Regions from separate parts of the Hordeum vulgare genome. Here region 2 is linked to region 1. Evidence: chromatin contacts called from public Hi-C data. All regions are on one chromosome and are shown on one strand. The core of a region is the stretch at or near the end of the contact, and the rest is flanking DNA. Distances in the headings are between cores, read along the strand shown. Region 1 has its middle 62 kb from the start of LOC123425739. Region 2 has its middle 110 kb from the start of LOC123429881.

Evidence for each region. A called contact is a pair of places that touch in the nucleus more often than the background predicts.
Region 2: a contact with region 1 is called in a Hi-C map of seedling, with 5 times the contacts expected there. The contact joins two enhancer-like sites. A contact is called at or near these places in 3 of 6 Hi-C or Micro-C datasets (leaf and seedling).

The regions. Positions count from the first base shown.
Region 1 is chr2H:178,567,179-178,574,209 of MorexV3_pseudomolecules_assembly, reverse strand. No RefSeq gene overlaps it. Among protein-coding and RNA genes, the nearest start is that of LOC123425739, 62 kb to the left of the region's middle. Within about 2 kb of position 3,704, at least 3 of the 3 cell types and tissues checked have open chromatin away from gene starts, as enhancers often do. A contact at or near this core is called in leaf and seedling, where this site is marked.
Region 2 is chr2H:179,042,354-179,049,384 of MorexV3_pseudomolecules_assembly, reverse strand. No RefSeq gene overlaps it. Among protein-coding and RNA genes, the nearest start is that of LOC123429881, 110 kb to the right of the region's middle. Within about 2 kb of position 3,329, at least 3 of the 3 cell types and tissues checked have open chromatin away from gene starts, as enhancers often do. A contact at or near this core is called in leaf and seedling, where this site is marked.

The sequences.
Region 1 (7,031 bases), core at 2,455-4,954:
CCCAAGATGGCCTATTTTGGCCAAGGAGCAAAAGAAGGGAAAAACCAATGGAGAGGAGGTTTCCAAGTAGGAGTCCTACTTGGAGTAGGATTGGAGGTGGACTCTTCAACCTCCACCTATTCAGCTAAGCCAAGGAGGAGCCTTTTGGCTGCCTCGTCCCCTCCCTCCCTCCTATATATACTAGAGGGTAGAGAGGCTTTTTGCACCTGAAGCAAAGGCGTAGCCCTCTCTCCCTCTAGATCGTTTACTCCTCTAGATTAGTTCCGCAGAAGCTTGACGAAGCCCTGCTGGATTAGTTCACTACCATCACCACCACGCCGCCATGCTGGATATCTCATTTACCGCTCCGCCCCTCTTGCTGGATCAAGAAGGCGGTGATCATCATCGAGTTGTACGTGTGCTGAACGAGGAGGTGTCGTCCGTTCGGCACTAGAACGGGACAGATCGTGCCGAGATCGCGGGACAGGTTGCGATTTAGATCACAAAGATGTTCCACTAAAGGTATGTAGATGCACTCTCCCCTCTCCTCGATAATCATCACCATGGGTAGGTCTTGCGTGTGCGTAGGAATTTTTTTGTTTTGCATGCAACGTTCCTCAACAAATGATATCCCCTCTCTATCCTAAAAGTACCTTTAAATGAGGGTAAAAGTAAGTGAATTCTTCTTATACGTCTTAGGCTTTGAACTAGTGCTATAATGCGTGGTTTGTATAACACAATAGCGCTCGCGTGCTCGGTCACTCACTCAAACAACTGTGCTTGCTTGCGAACTCCCTAGTCGACACGCATTGCGACAAATTGGCGTCCTTTCACAAAGCAGATCGATGAGGGACTGTGATATGGTTCGGCAGATTTCAGATGTTGTATGTTCAACACAGACCCGGTATTTAGAACTTTCTAAAAGGTCCCATAACTATTTTTCTTTGCTGATTTTAAATTGTGTTTCTTGTTCGATATTAAATATTGTTTGCTTTAAAAAACAAGATTTCAATTATTATTTTCACAATATTTTTTTTGTGTTTACAAAGATCTTCAGAATTTCAAAAATTGTTTGCTTTTGAAAAATGTCCGGGATTTTTAAAAACATGCTTCTTAAATGATCTTTTAAAAATATATGGTCGAAACTTCAAAATTTTCTTCACGTGTTTCAAAAGATGTTCAATTTTATTTTCATGTTTATATGTTTATTTGGAATTTTTTATTTTCACATTTTCAATAAATGCTTGAAATAAAAAAAAAACAAATTTTGAGGACATAGTAATTCGAGTTTTAAAAAAATCATAGTTTTGAAAATGTACAATTTTTCCTGATTTGGGAAAATGTTCATAATTGAGCAATATGCTCACATTTTCAAAAATGTGGAAAATTCAGAAAAGGTTCAAAAGTTTAAAATGTTTGCATTTCAAAAAACATTTGGAATTTCTAGAAATGATTTTTAACACCAACAAAAAATTGCTTGCTATGGTATTCTCGGAGAGCTCATAACCAAAGCTTGAGTTTCTCAAAAAATAAAATAGAGCTTGAGGCGCCATCGAACGAATTGGCGCTCACACAAGCCTAAGAGCATCTCTAGCACACTCCGTATAAAGCCGACACGTAAAAGTCGTTTACAGTTTGCGGAAAAATGATTTTGCGGGCCGGCGTGGGTGGCGGCCGAGCAGACCCTGCAGAACGGACTCGTATAAAAGGATATCCCGAAAAGTTTGTTATTTCCATTCCAAATCCAAGCATGAAAACACGTTTATTTGCTTTTTTATTTTCTTCAAAGGCATTGAAGACATCATAATTCATCAAATGTTTGCTAAAACAGCAGGACCAAAGAAAACAAGAACCACAATTAGACATTTTAGAAGATATCCAACTTTCATAGCTGCTCCCACTAGTTGGATCAACATCTTCTTCATGCATTCATTGTTGATCTGAGGATTCTTCATCTTGCATTCTTCATTCTTCGGCTTTGATTCTAAATAATTAGACGTTGCCTCCCTTCTAGTTTCTTTTATAATTGCACATACAGCTGAATCATTAACCTTAATCATACTAAGGAGTGCACGAACATCTATTAAGTTTATTTCTATCAATAAATTGATGTATTTTTTTCTAATACCGAAATGAGTATCCACCTTCTACACACACGAACACCACAATAAACTACCGAAATTTAACAAAATAAATGACAAAGCCGAACAGAAAGAAGAGCATACCCCGTCATTATTGCATTTGAAGAATACCCCTTCCAAGGTGCTGCCGCGTGCTAGATGTGAGCCACAACACTGTCTCTAGGCAGTCATCGTACTGTATGAGCGGCATCGGCAAGCCGGCGAGCCGCTGCGCGACCACCGAGCTCGGGCGACGGCCCGAAGAGTCCTTGCCGTCAAACTAACGCTGGTGACTAGAGGATGAACCAGTACCTACATGTGGCGCTGGCGCTTTGCCGGGGCTGTGCAGGGTGCTCCCCAACCAATCCATGGCTTTGGCGCACACACCGGTGGGAAGAAAAGCCAAAATTGGTGGCGCGACAAAACAACCGCCGATCTGCAGGTTTTCGGCCAGTCAAGGCACGAGGGAGTGGTGGATGTCGATCTAGTGCGTGTGGCGGCCCGCCCACGTGATCTCGGCGCTGGTATGGCCGGAATCGAAGGCGGAGCCCGACGGTGGTGGGTGGGGGAAAGCGCGGGATGAAATGTCCCACCAACCAACCACTCTAGATATATACACGGCACCGACGGGGGGGGGGGGGGGGCTACGTTTTCGTGGGTTGGGGTGAGCATTTTGCCTCGCCCTGCAGTTTTTTTTACGGAAGGACGCGTTTGCGGGGTTTGGTCGTGCAACATTTTCCGCCTCGACCCATATTTTGACGGTTATTTTACGGGTCGGGGCATTATACGGGATCTGATAGAGATGCTCTCGGTCCTACCCAAATAATGCTCGGCTTGGTTCAATCGCCCTCCCCTTTTTCTGACAGCTGCACCACTCGTTGAGTTGCACAAGACATTAAAAAACCATTCACAGTTTTTGGTTCAAAACAAACTCAAATTCTGGTTTCTAGAGATAAAAAATGGTATAACAAAAACATCTATAAATAATGAAGACATTATGAGTTAAAACAAATTCCATGAACACAAAAAGAACCAACCCTACAAAGAAGGAATCATAAATTTTAAAAATATATTTGCTAATTGTTTTTTTTCAATTTTTTAAATGTTCCTTAAGATGAAAACTTGTTCGAAAATTCAAATATATTTTCTCAAATTTAAAAAAGTCAATGAATTTGATTTTGTTTATCAAATTCAGAAGAAGTTCATGAAATTGAAAAAGTTCAAGAAATTGAACCATACACATTTTATTTTGTGAAAAAAGTTCATGAATTTGAGCAAAAGATCGCAAACTTACAAACTTTTATTGTGTTTAGAATAAGTTCACAATATTGAAAATAGTTCACGCATTTGGAAAAAGGTTGCGAAAAAAGGAAACGATAAAACCGAATAAAAAACCAAGTGAAAAATCTAGTCGGAAGCCTCTAAAAGCTTCACGAAACCATCCATAAACTTTGAAAAACTGGATGGTGGATGTTAAATAAACCTAAAACGCAACTTCCATGGGACAGCCTATTTCCAAGGGTACATAATGTAGAAGGTGTGCACCATGTATCGATATGCCTATAGCGAACACTATAAGCGGCAAATAGGAACCAACGTGTTCCAGGTTGCTGCAGTGTTTGAGTGCGACACTGTTCCAGGGCATCGCTATGTCTTGCTTTAAGCGAGTCGAGGCTTTAGACTCGCCGAACCAAGAGAGCATATGGGGCGGCCTGTTTCCTATTTCGTTTCTTTTATGTTTTTTATACTTTTATTTGTTTGATATATACTTCCTCCGTTCTTATATATAAGTTTTTTTAGAGATTTTACTAGAAGACTACATATGGAGCAAAATGAGTGAATCTGCATGCTAAAATGTGTCTATATACATCTGTATGTAGTCCTTTAATGAAACCTCTAGAAAGACTTATATTTAGAAACGGAATGAGTATATATTATAAAAAACAATTACCCGTAAAAAATGAAAATCTGTTGAATAAGTATTAAAAAAATGAGGAATAAGACTTTGAAAAATATTCAACATGTATTTTAAAATGTTAAATAGGTATTACAAATATTGAAAACTTATTTTAAGAAGTTAAATAGGTATTATTTTTTTATTAGACTACATCAAAAACGTTGAACAAGTATTTTAAAAAATTCTGAGATTTTTGTTAGTAACTATTAAAATGTCTAAAAAGTAGTTGACAAATATTGAATATGCGTCTGAACAAATTTGAACGTATCTACAAGAAATGTTGACTCTTATTAAAAGACAGTTGTCATATAAAAAATAAGAAATGAAAAAATTAAAACAAAAAAATAAGAACCAAAAAATAAAAAAATTAAACCCCCCAAAAAACAAAAACGAAAAAACATGTAGAAAGAATAAAAAGGTGCAAAGAAAAGAAAAACCAGAGAAGAAAAAAGCATTGAAACCCGAAAAATCAATGAAAAAGAATGTTTTTTTGGAGAAGAACAAATTATAATGACGAGAAAACCCATAGATAAATAAGAAAACCAAACAAAGAACCAAAGAAAGGAAAAAGAAGGAAAAGGAAAGAAATAATAAAAAAACTTATCTCAAGTAGCGAGCGACTCCTAGGTAAACACGAAGTCAAAACTGGTGCAGTGCCTAGCGGCCCTACGCGCCCTCATTTCTTATTGTGCGCTAGTCGGTCAGCCTGATTAGTCGAAAGGCTTAAGCGAGACGAACCTTCGGTCTCGTTGAAGTCGAGAAATAGCTCCCGCGAGTGTTCCTGATCTGTATGGTATGTTCGCTAGAAAAACATGGATACAGGCACGTACGCCCAGTTGCTCGCCTCTGTACGAATTGAGAGTGCAATTCAACGCAGCGACCATCGTAAGGGGTCCCTCCCTCCCTCCCCCTCTCTCTCTCTTTCTCAAACCTAGCAGATCCTCGTTCTAAGTAAAACTGGTTATTTTTTATATAAATTTCCAAAATTTATTATTGAAAAATAAAAAATGTTAACAATATTAGTAAAATATTCAAGAATCTAAAAAATTGTACATGCAATTTGCAAAATCTTCACAAATTTCTCTAAAAATAAAACCAACATAAGAATAGTAAAATGTTCACATGTATTCAAATTATTAATAGGTTTTTGAAAAATTGTGATTTATAAATATATTCATCATTTAAATGAATTTCAAAGATTTTAAAATGATGTCGAAGAATCTAAAAAATGTTTTTTTTTTGAAAAATTGTGGATTTAGAATAATGTTTGTGAATTTGAAAAAATGTTTAAAAGTGTATAAACATGTAAATATATTTGAAAATGATCATGGTTTTGAAAATATTCAGCATTTTATTAAATATTCATTACTTTAAAGTTTTTAGAAATTTATTAAAAATATCAATTAAAAAATGTTTATATAATGAAAAACTAAATATAAGAAGTAAAATGAAATGCCAGCAATGCAAAGTTCAAAAAAGCACGGGACGTTAATTATGCGTCCGACCACCTACTTACTCTTTTCTAGCTTAGGCGTGATTAGGTGTAATTAGACACAATTATGCATCTCCTACACGGTTGTATGAATACGGGCAAAAATAGTAGTTTTCCAGCAAAGCAAATGCAAGAATTTAAATGAAGGTATAATTATAAGTTTATAACATTGTTCTCTCTCGAGTATGTTGTCCCTTCCTCTTTGCGTGTTGTCCTATGATCCTCTCCCTCGAGTGCATCGGACATCAACTACATACATCATAGAGAAGATAACAAGATTTTAGGAGGAGCAACCAACAAGCAAGGAAATCATCCAAAAGTTTGAAAGCATATATGTAATAATGTAAATTGTAATAAGAAGCTTATCTAGTTGGCTCATAGCCTTCTCCCTTTTTGAGATTGTCGAAATTGTATGAGCATACCAGGAATGCAATGGGCAGATCACATCACGACTTCACAAGCAAGCATATTACATAACAACTAAAAGTCTTAAACTTGCTTAGTTTAACCAACAAAAGTACCACGATGAGGATCCACAATAGTCTCACTCACGCCACTCCATAGTCTCTTACATAACAAATAACAAACAAAAGACGAATGGATGAAAGCAAATGCATGATAACTTGATCACTTGATGGTATGATGCCAACCATCATGCAATGATCACTTGCTCAATTCCTCTCAATCATCCTCATACTCAATGAGTTCATCATCCGCGATATCATCATCACCATCACATTAAAACTCCTCCTCCTCCTCCTCAAGGTCTCTCACTCTTGCACTCCTACGAAGTTAGAGCCGCTCTTATGCTCCCATTGCTTCACCAAGTATATCCCATGACATCCCCGTACCCGGATGGACACCCCATCCTCCTCATCAAGATAAACAACATTTGCATGATCATCCAGGAGGGAATTCCGGATTAAGGGGTCCTCGGGCGGTCGGGTTGTCCCTTATGGGTCGATCATATGGTTCATCGTTGAAGACCGGAGTATCTGACAACTGCATAATCGAGATGGAAAGCTCCGAAGAATGGCGTGCACTCCAAGGCAAGAGGACCAGTTCGACCTATCTACCCCCGATTAAACTCGGTAACATGTAACCCTAGGGGCCCTGGTGTCTATATAAACCAAAGGTTATTATGCGTAGAGGCAGGTTATCTCATCTACGGTTTAGCTTGTACGATCTCGAGGTGGATCAACTCTATAATCATTGTTCCCTATCAATATAATCAAGAAGGACGTAGGGTTTTACCTCCTCAAGAGGGCCCGAACCTGGGTAAACATCGCCTCTCCCTCTTTCCTACAACCCATCGATATAAGCTCCAGAGTTTGGGACCCCCTACCCGAGGTCTACCGGTTTTGTCACCGACATTGGTGCTTTCATTGAGAGTTCCGCTGTTGGATCACTGAAAGGATCGATGGCTCGCTTGATCATCAACGGTCGAGGTTGCGACGGGGCATCTTCGCCCTCGAAGAGGTCC
Region 2 (7,031 bases), core at 2,080-4,579, 480 kb before region 1:
TTGAATCTTTCGAAAAAAAAATCAAAGAAGCTTGTTGGGCCGTCCCAAAGTGTGTACATAGTGGGAGTGGGGGAGCGGGGTGCGCGCTTGGTTGATAACCAATGACTAACACGCCAAATAGGGTTAGTCCTTTTTCGAAATAAGCTATTTTGAGGGTCATTACAATATCATTTAGAGGCTCCTCAAACCAATTTGAGGTCAAAGAAAATTTTGCTACTCTAGCGAGCTCATGACCTACTTTATTAGCTTCTCTATTACTATGTTTGAATGTGACATTTAAGAAATCACAAGCATAATGGAAACAATCATCGAAGATTGCTACCACTGCGCCCGCCGGTCGTCCTCCATCCTTCATGGTATCAACTACCACTAGGTTGTCCGAATTAATAATAAGATGATTACATCCCGCCTTTTGCGCTAGTGCTAGAGCAAACTCCAAGGCCAAAGCTTCAACCAGCAAAATATCTACAGAGTAGTTGATATTTGCATTCCCTTTAGCGATAAACCTTCCTCTCTCGTCTCTAAGTAATGCCCCCATCGTACCCCTAAGTAAATCGTGATCAAAAGAAGCATCAACGTTAAGTTTCACAAAACCCCTAGGCGGACATGACCAACCTCCTCCTCATATAGGTCTTAGGAGACGATTCATTATCAGAATTTGTCGTAAGGGCTAGAGTTCCCATTATAATCTGATACACGTCTTGAGTAGTTTCCTTGTGCACTAACTTTTGTCTTTCCCATCATAGATACCATGCTGAGATGGCAATCATTTCATGCATATTGCCAATATCCATAGTTCTTGATGTGGAAGGAGAAGTAAGTTCTCCAGCACCGCCTCTCACGCCCCATCAACCTCACAAGCTTTATCAATGTGCCACATAGTTTGTCTAAGCAGTTCTTCATCACAACTATTCAAAAATAGGATCAAACAAATCACCCACTTTAGATAAAAGTTGTCTTCCCTTCGACGTCAAATTTTTCTAGTTGCGCAATTAGGAATCCAAGCGTCTTCCCAAATATTGATTTTCTTTCCATTCCCCACTCGTCAAATGTAACCATTTTTTTTTGAGAATTTATACCTCCCATAATACTTGTGGTGAACCAATCCTCGGTTGATATCCAACATAATACGAATTGAAGAAAAATCTTACAAGACACACATTATGTTGACCCGTAGACGCTTCGCATAGGACGTGCGGGGTAAGTAACATAATGAGCTGGCCCATTTACAACACTACACAGGTTTCTGGTTTAGAAACTTCTAGAAGCTATTTTGAATTGGTTAGGTTTCTACTTTGAAACCTTCTACAAGGTTTTTGAACTGGGGGTTTCCCTTTTTTTCCTTTATTTTTTTTATTTTTTGCTTTCCTGGTTTTCTTTTTCTTCTCCTTTTTGTTTATTTCAAAAAATTATAAATTTCAAACAAAGTTTGTGTTTTAATGTTTTTTTTCAGATTTTCTAAATTCTTTTGATTCTGGTTTTTTTCAAATATTCAAAAAATGTATGTGTTTTCTAGGTTTTAATCATATTATAAGAAAAGTATTCATATTTTATCAAAAAAGTACAATAACTTGAATATTTATTCACTTTGTAATTTTTTTTGGTATGTTTATTTTCTGAAAATTTGTTTGCTTTGTGAAAATTGTGCACACTTTCGAAAAAATGTTTTGGATTTTACAATTTAATTTGTTGCTTTTGTTTTTTTCTAAAAGATTCACTCTACAAATTAGTCAACATCAGCGATCGACTCAAGTGGCTAGGTGCACGCGGCCTAAGTGCGCTGTGTTTGGATATTATTGCCTTCTCCTTCTTGCCCTCAACTCGCTTCGCTTTCTTTGATGCTAGTAGACTGGACCAGTCGTTGTCCCATGTGTTTCTGTGTTGAACCCAATGACGGAAAACCCTATTCGCCGATCTGTGCGAAGCCGTGTCGGGGCTTCGCATAGAGCGGGAGGTGGGCAGCAGGGCCCCGGTTTTGGGAAAAGGGTTCTCACCCGATTTTTTCCGGTTCTAGGAAACTTCTACAAGGTTTCATGAATTGTTTTATTCTTTTTCATTTTTCTATATTCTTTTTTTTGTTTTTATTCAAAAAATGTTCTAGATTTTAAAAAAATGTGTTTGGATTATCATAAATGTTCTTCATTTTCAAAAATCTTTTATATTTTCCAAAAATTGTTCTCGGTTTCAAAATTTATTCTTGGTTTCAAAATTTGTTATTAAAATTCAAACAATGTTCGTGCTTTAAAAAATAGTTCATGCTTCCAAAAAAATTTGGGATTTTTTCCAAATTATTCTTCATTTAAATATTTTATTGTCAAGACTCAAAAAATGTTGGTGCTTTAAAAAAAATTGTGCTTTCAAATTTGTTCAAGAATTTTTAAAATTGTTTTCGGTTTCAAAATTCGTTCTCAAGATTCAAAAAATCTTTATGTTTTAAAAAGTATTCCATGCTTCCAAATTTGTTTAGGATTTTTCAAAATTATTCTCCGTTTCAAAATTTTATTCTCAAGATTCAAAAAATGCGAGTGCTTTTAAAATTGTTCGTGTTTCTAAAATATTTCAGGATTTTTCAAAATTGTTCTCGGTTTCAAAAGTTGTTCTCAAAATTAAAAAAATGTCCGTGATTTAAAAATTTGTTCGTGGTTTTTCAAAATTGGTCTCTGTTTCCAAATTTTGTTTTTAAGATTCAAAAAAATATCTGTGCTTTAATATTTTTTCGCTCTTTCAAATTTGTTCTTGATTTTTTAAAATTATTCTAGGTTTTAAATTTTTTTCTCAAAATTCAAAAAATGTTCGTGCTTTAAGAATTTGTTCGCGCTTTCAAATTTGTTTGTGTTTTTTCAAAAAAAATCTCCTATTCAAAATATTGTTCTGAAGATTCATTAAATGTTCGTGCTTTAAAAAACTATCTGCGCTTCCAAATTTGTTCATAATTCTGAAAAATTGTTCTCAATCTGAAAAGAAAATTCTCAAGATTCCAAAAATGTTCGTGCTTCAAAAAAAATTCACGCTTCCTAATTTATTCAGTATTTTTCAAAATTGTTCTTCAAATTTGAAAAATATTTTTGCTTAGAATACGGAAAGAAAAGGAAAAAGAAAGAAAATCTACCAAAAAAGAAAAAAGGAAATAAGCAGAAAAAAAGGAAAAGAGTAATAGAAAAAAGTATTAGATTCTTTAAAACAAAATAATTAGCTGGGCCAGCCCATTTGGGACGAGCCTCTGTGCGTTGCAGCTTGTCCCTGCCGCAACAAGCGGCAGGTAGGAGCGGGAGCTCCTAACTGGCACTGCAGGCGCCACTTTCCCTAGGTGGCGCCCATGCACCACCACCCCGTGGGCCGCTCCATATGTGCAAGCGTTTGGTGGGTTCGCTCTATTGATCACTCGTGGTGGGCTCACTTCAGTCAGTCGTTTATTAAATATGAAAAGGTGAATACTCGCAATTAATGAATTTATTTGTGAATTCAAATTTCACAGATTTTGAAGAAAAGATCTCGATTGTTTTTAAAAGTTCATCGAATTCAAAAAAAGTTCATCGGATTTGAAAAAAGTTCATCAAATCTGAAAAAAGTTCATCGGATTTGAAAAAAGTTCATTGAATTTTTAAAAAAGTTCATCATATTTAGAAAAAGTTCCCCAAATTTGTGAAAAATTTCATTGATTTTGAAAAAAGCTCACCCAATCTGAAAAAAAGTTCGTTAAAATTGAAAAGGGATTCATGAATTTTGATAAAAGTTCATAGAATATTAAAATCTATACCTAATAATAAAGCAGCTATTGCTTCCGTCGGAAAACCCACCGCGGTATAAAAAAGCCCCTGTAATTTTTGTTATTCAACCCGCGCTTCATCATTTATCTGCAACGCAAAAGGAAAAAAACGATTCGCTGCAAAAATTATACATGTACCCTGGGCCACCATGTCCTGTGCCCAGGCCGCCGCCACACCACTCGCCGCCGCGGCCGACCTCAACCGCCACCGCTGCCGATCTCAACCCACCGCCTTCTCGTCCGTACCTCTCCCCGCTCACTGCCCCCGTTGCGGCGCTCGAGCGCATCGCGTCGACCCTGGTCCACCCTGGCCTGTGCCCAGGCCGCTGCCACACCACTCGCCGCCGCGGCCGACCTCAACCACCACTGTTGTCGATCTCAACCCACCCGCCTCCGCGGCCGTACCTCCGCCCGCTTGCTGCCCCCGTTTCGACGCTCGAGCACAACTTCTGGATCAAATCAACGCGACAGCTACAGTGACTGTGTATGATGCATCTGCTCGATGCAGAACGGCGGCGGCGCGGCGAAGCGAAGTACTTGCAGGTGGAGGCGGGACTCCATGGCTCACACGGGGAACTCCGAGGTTATGGCGCGGCAACGACGACTCCTTATGGCCAGATAGAGGCGCCTATCCCTTGCTCCCGTCATCGTATCCCCTCCTCCGGCAGGAACTCATCATCTGGTGAGATGCCCTGCCCATGTCTCCAACCGTGTGCCAAGCACCGACAAGAAATTTTGTTTTGTGGGGATTTGTTTGCTGATGAATGAATGTATTTAATGTAAGATTGTATTGTTGTAGAGACAGAGAATGGAACACCACCTTCAGTTTGTCATCTGATCCACATTCTCTACCCCATGAGTGAAATAAGATAACAGTCCATTGATCAATTCATGTAGCCTCTTTGTTTTGCTTTGCTTGTCCCGCTCAATTTCTCATCATGGTGGAATTAACAATGGACGGGTTGATTTCTCAACAAAATAGGATAGGACTGACTACATTAGTTAGTTAGCTTATTATTTTAATAAATCAAAATGATTATAAAAAGATTAAAAGCGTGTGGTATTTTTTTTCTCCCGTTGCAACGCACAGGTCCTTTTGCTAGTAGTTCATCAAATTTGAAAAGAGTTCACTGATTTAAAAGAAAAGCTCGTTGGTTTTAAAAAATCGTGAAATTTAAAATTGAAAAATGGGCCGAAACAAAAAGGTTCACGGTTTTGTTAAAAAGGCGCATTAAAAAACAAAAAAAATGATAAAAAAGAAGAAGGAAAAAACAAACTAACACATATAGTAAAATGTTGGGTTGAAATATAAATTACTATATGGGGCGGGGTAGAGACGATGAAGGGGTAGAACGGGGCGCCGACGGTGGGCTGTGCGAGAGAGAGGGATGGGGTCGCGAGAGTTAAATGGGTCTCGAGGGAGGGTGGGGTTCGGGAGGGGAGGTCGTTCGAGGCAAAGGTGGGTCGAAGCGAGCTTAGCTGAGCCCAGCTCGCCCCGTTGGGGGTGTTGGGTTGAGCATAGTTGAGTTTTTTTTTTTTGCATCTGATGGACATAGCTGAGGTGAGCCCATACACCCTATCAAACAAGTAAAAGTGGACCTAATTAAGAATTTTTACCCTCATGCACCCTACCAAACACATTCGTAGACGCACTTGTGGTGAACCCTAAATCCTATAGCGCTTGTTGATGCAAGGCGCGAGCTTGCCGCTGATTGGTGTAGTCTTCCCGTCAACGTGGGAAATGCGATCTTGATTCGGTGGATGTCAAAAGTGTTGAGCCCGATAGCGGTATATGGTTTCCCTTGCGACAGTTTCTTGCTCCCCAAGGAATTTCGCCCGGCAAAGGGAAAGCAGAAAAGAAGTGAACGCCATAGTCGTCGCGAGCCTGACCGAGCATATATAGACCGTGCTTTCGTTGAGGCCCAGAGAATCGACAGTTTGACTCTCGTCGTCGTTAAGTTTGGTCACCGCATCGCCGCCCGCCTTGGTTGGTTTGGTCGCTAAGCTCTCGTGCGGCACGCAAAGGAGACAATGAATGTCCCACACTTTGGGCAGCTCCCATGCAGTTGCCTGCCGTGCAAGTGCAACTCGTCGCCAAGCCCTACTTTATTGTTACAGTCCAAAAATCTAAACTTGATCCCCGGCCACACTGGCTTGTTTAATGTTTCGAAATACATTACTAGTACAATACTGTACGATAAAAGTACTCAACAGATTTTTTTAAACCCATACATTAAACTTAAAAACTTGAATATAATCATTCTTTACAACATTTGCATGGAAGACGGAAAACTATTAGAGCATCTACCGCCGGATCTTGCAAATCCTTCCACATCTAACTCTCTTATATTTTATTATCCCTTATATCCATACACACACATACAAAGTATATCCTGCATAGTGTACTACGCTTCTTCATCATCGGAGATGGCCTGATCCGCTTGCTTTGGAGCCTCACCCGCCTACGCCGCCCATGCAGCCTCCATCTGATGCTCATGAAGACGCCTGGCCTCCGTAGCCGACTCGGAGCGGATAGAGTTGAGGATGGCCAACTGCTCCGGCCACAGATCCACGATCGTCGGAGCCTCCACCTTCGGCTCCTGCGGCGGCGGCGCCTCCTCCTCCGGCTCCAGCGCCCCCTCCTCCGGCTCTGATGCCTCCTCCTCCAGCGCCTCCTCCTCGGGCTCCTCCCCCATCTCTTCGCCCACCTCTTCCCCTCCTCGAAGTCCTCCGCCGGTTTCAGAGGTAGCCGTGCTTCCCTTCGGATTCAGACCTGCTCAAGGACGAAGAGACACTGCTGGATCGTGTAATGCCGCCGGCGTGGTGGCATGGCTGATGAGTTCGAAGAGGGAAGAGTGAGAGGAGGCAGACATGCTCGGGTGGCGATGGAGAAAGGAAGGAGGCGGATGAGCTAGGGTTGGGGGCGTCGGCCAACTTAAATAGCCGGCCCCGATCCCGAGCAAGGAGCCGGAGCGGCGCCACGCGACCTCGGGTTTCCCGCCGAGTCCGTGTGGGGCCAAGTTGTCAGGTCCACGTGACGGTCGTGCACAGACACGCCCGGGCTACCCCATATTTGGGTTGGAAATGAGGGGAGCCGGTCAGCCCACACGTTTGAGGATGGTCTGAGAGGCCCGTCTCGATCGCATTTTCATGACCGGGCGGCCTCCCCGGACGTTTGAGATGGATATGAGGAATCCGGCTGTAGATGTTCTAACTCAACTGATGTTTTAGTAAAGGGAATGCTGTAGAATTTCACAAAATGCAC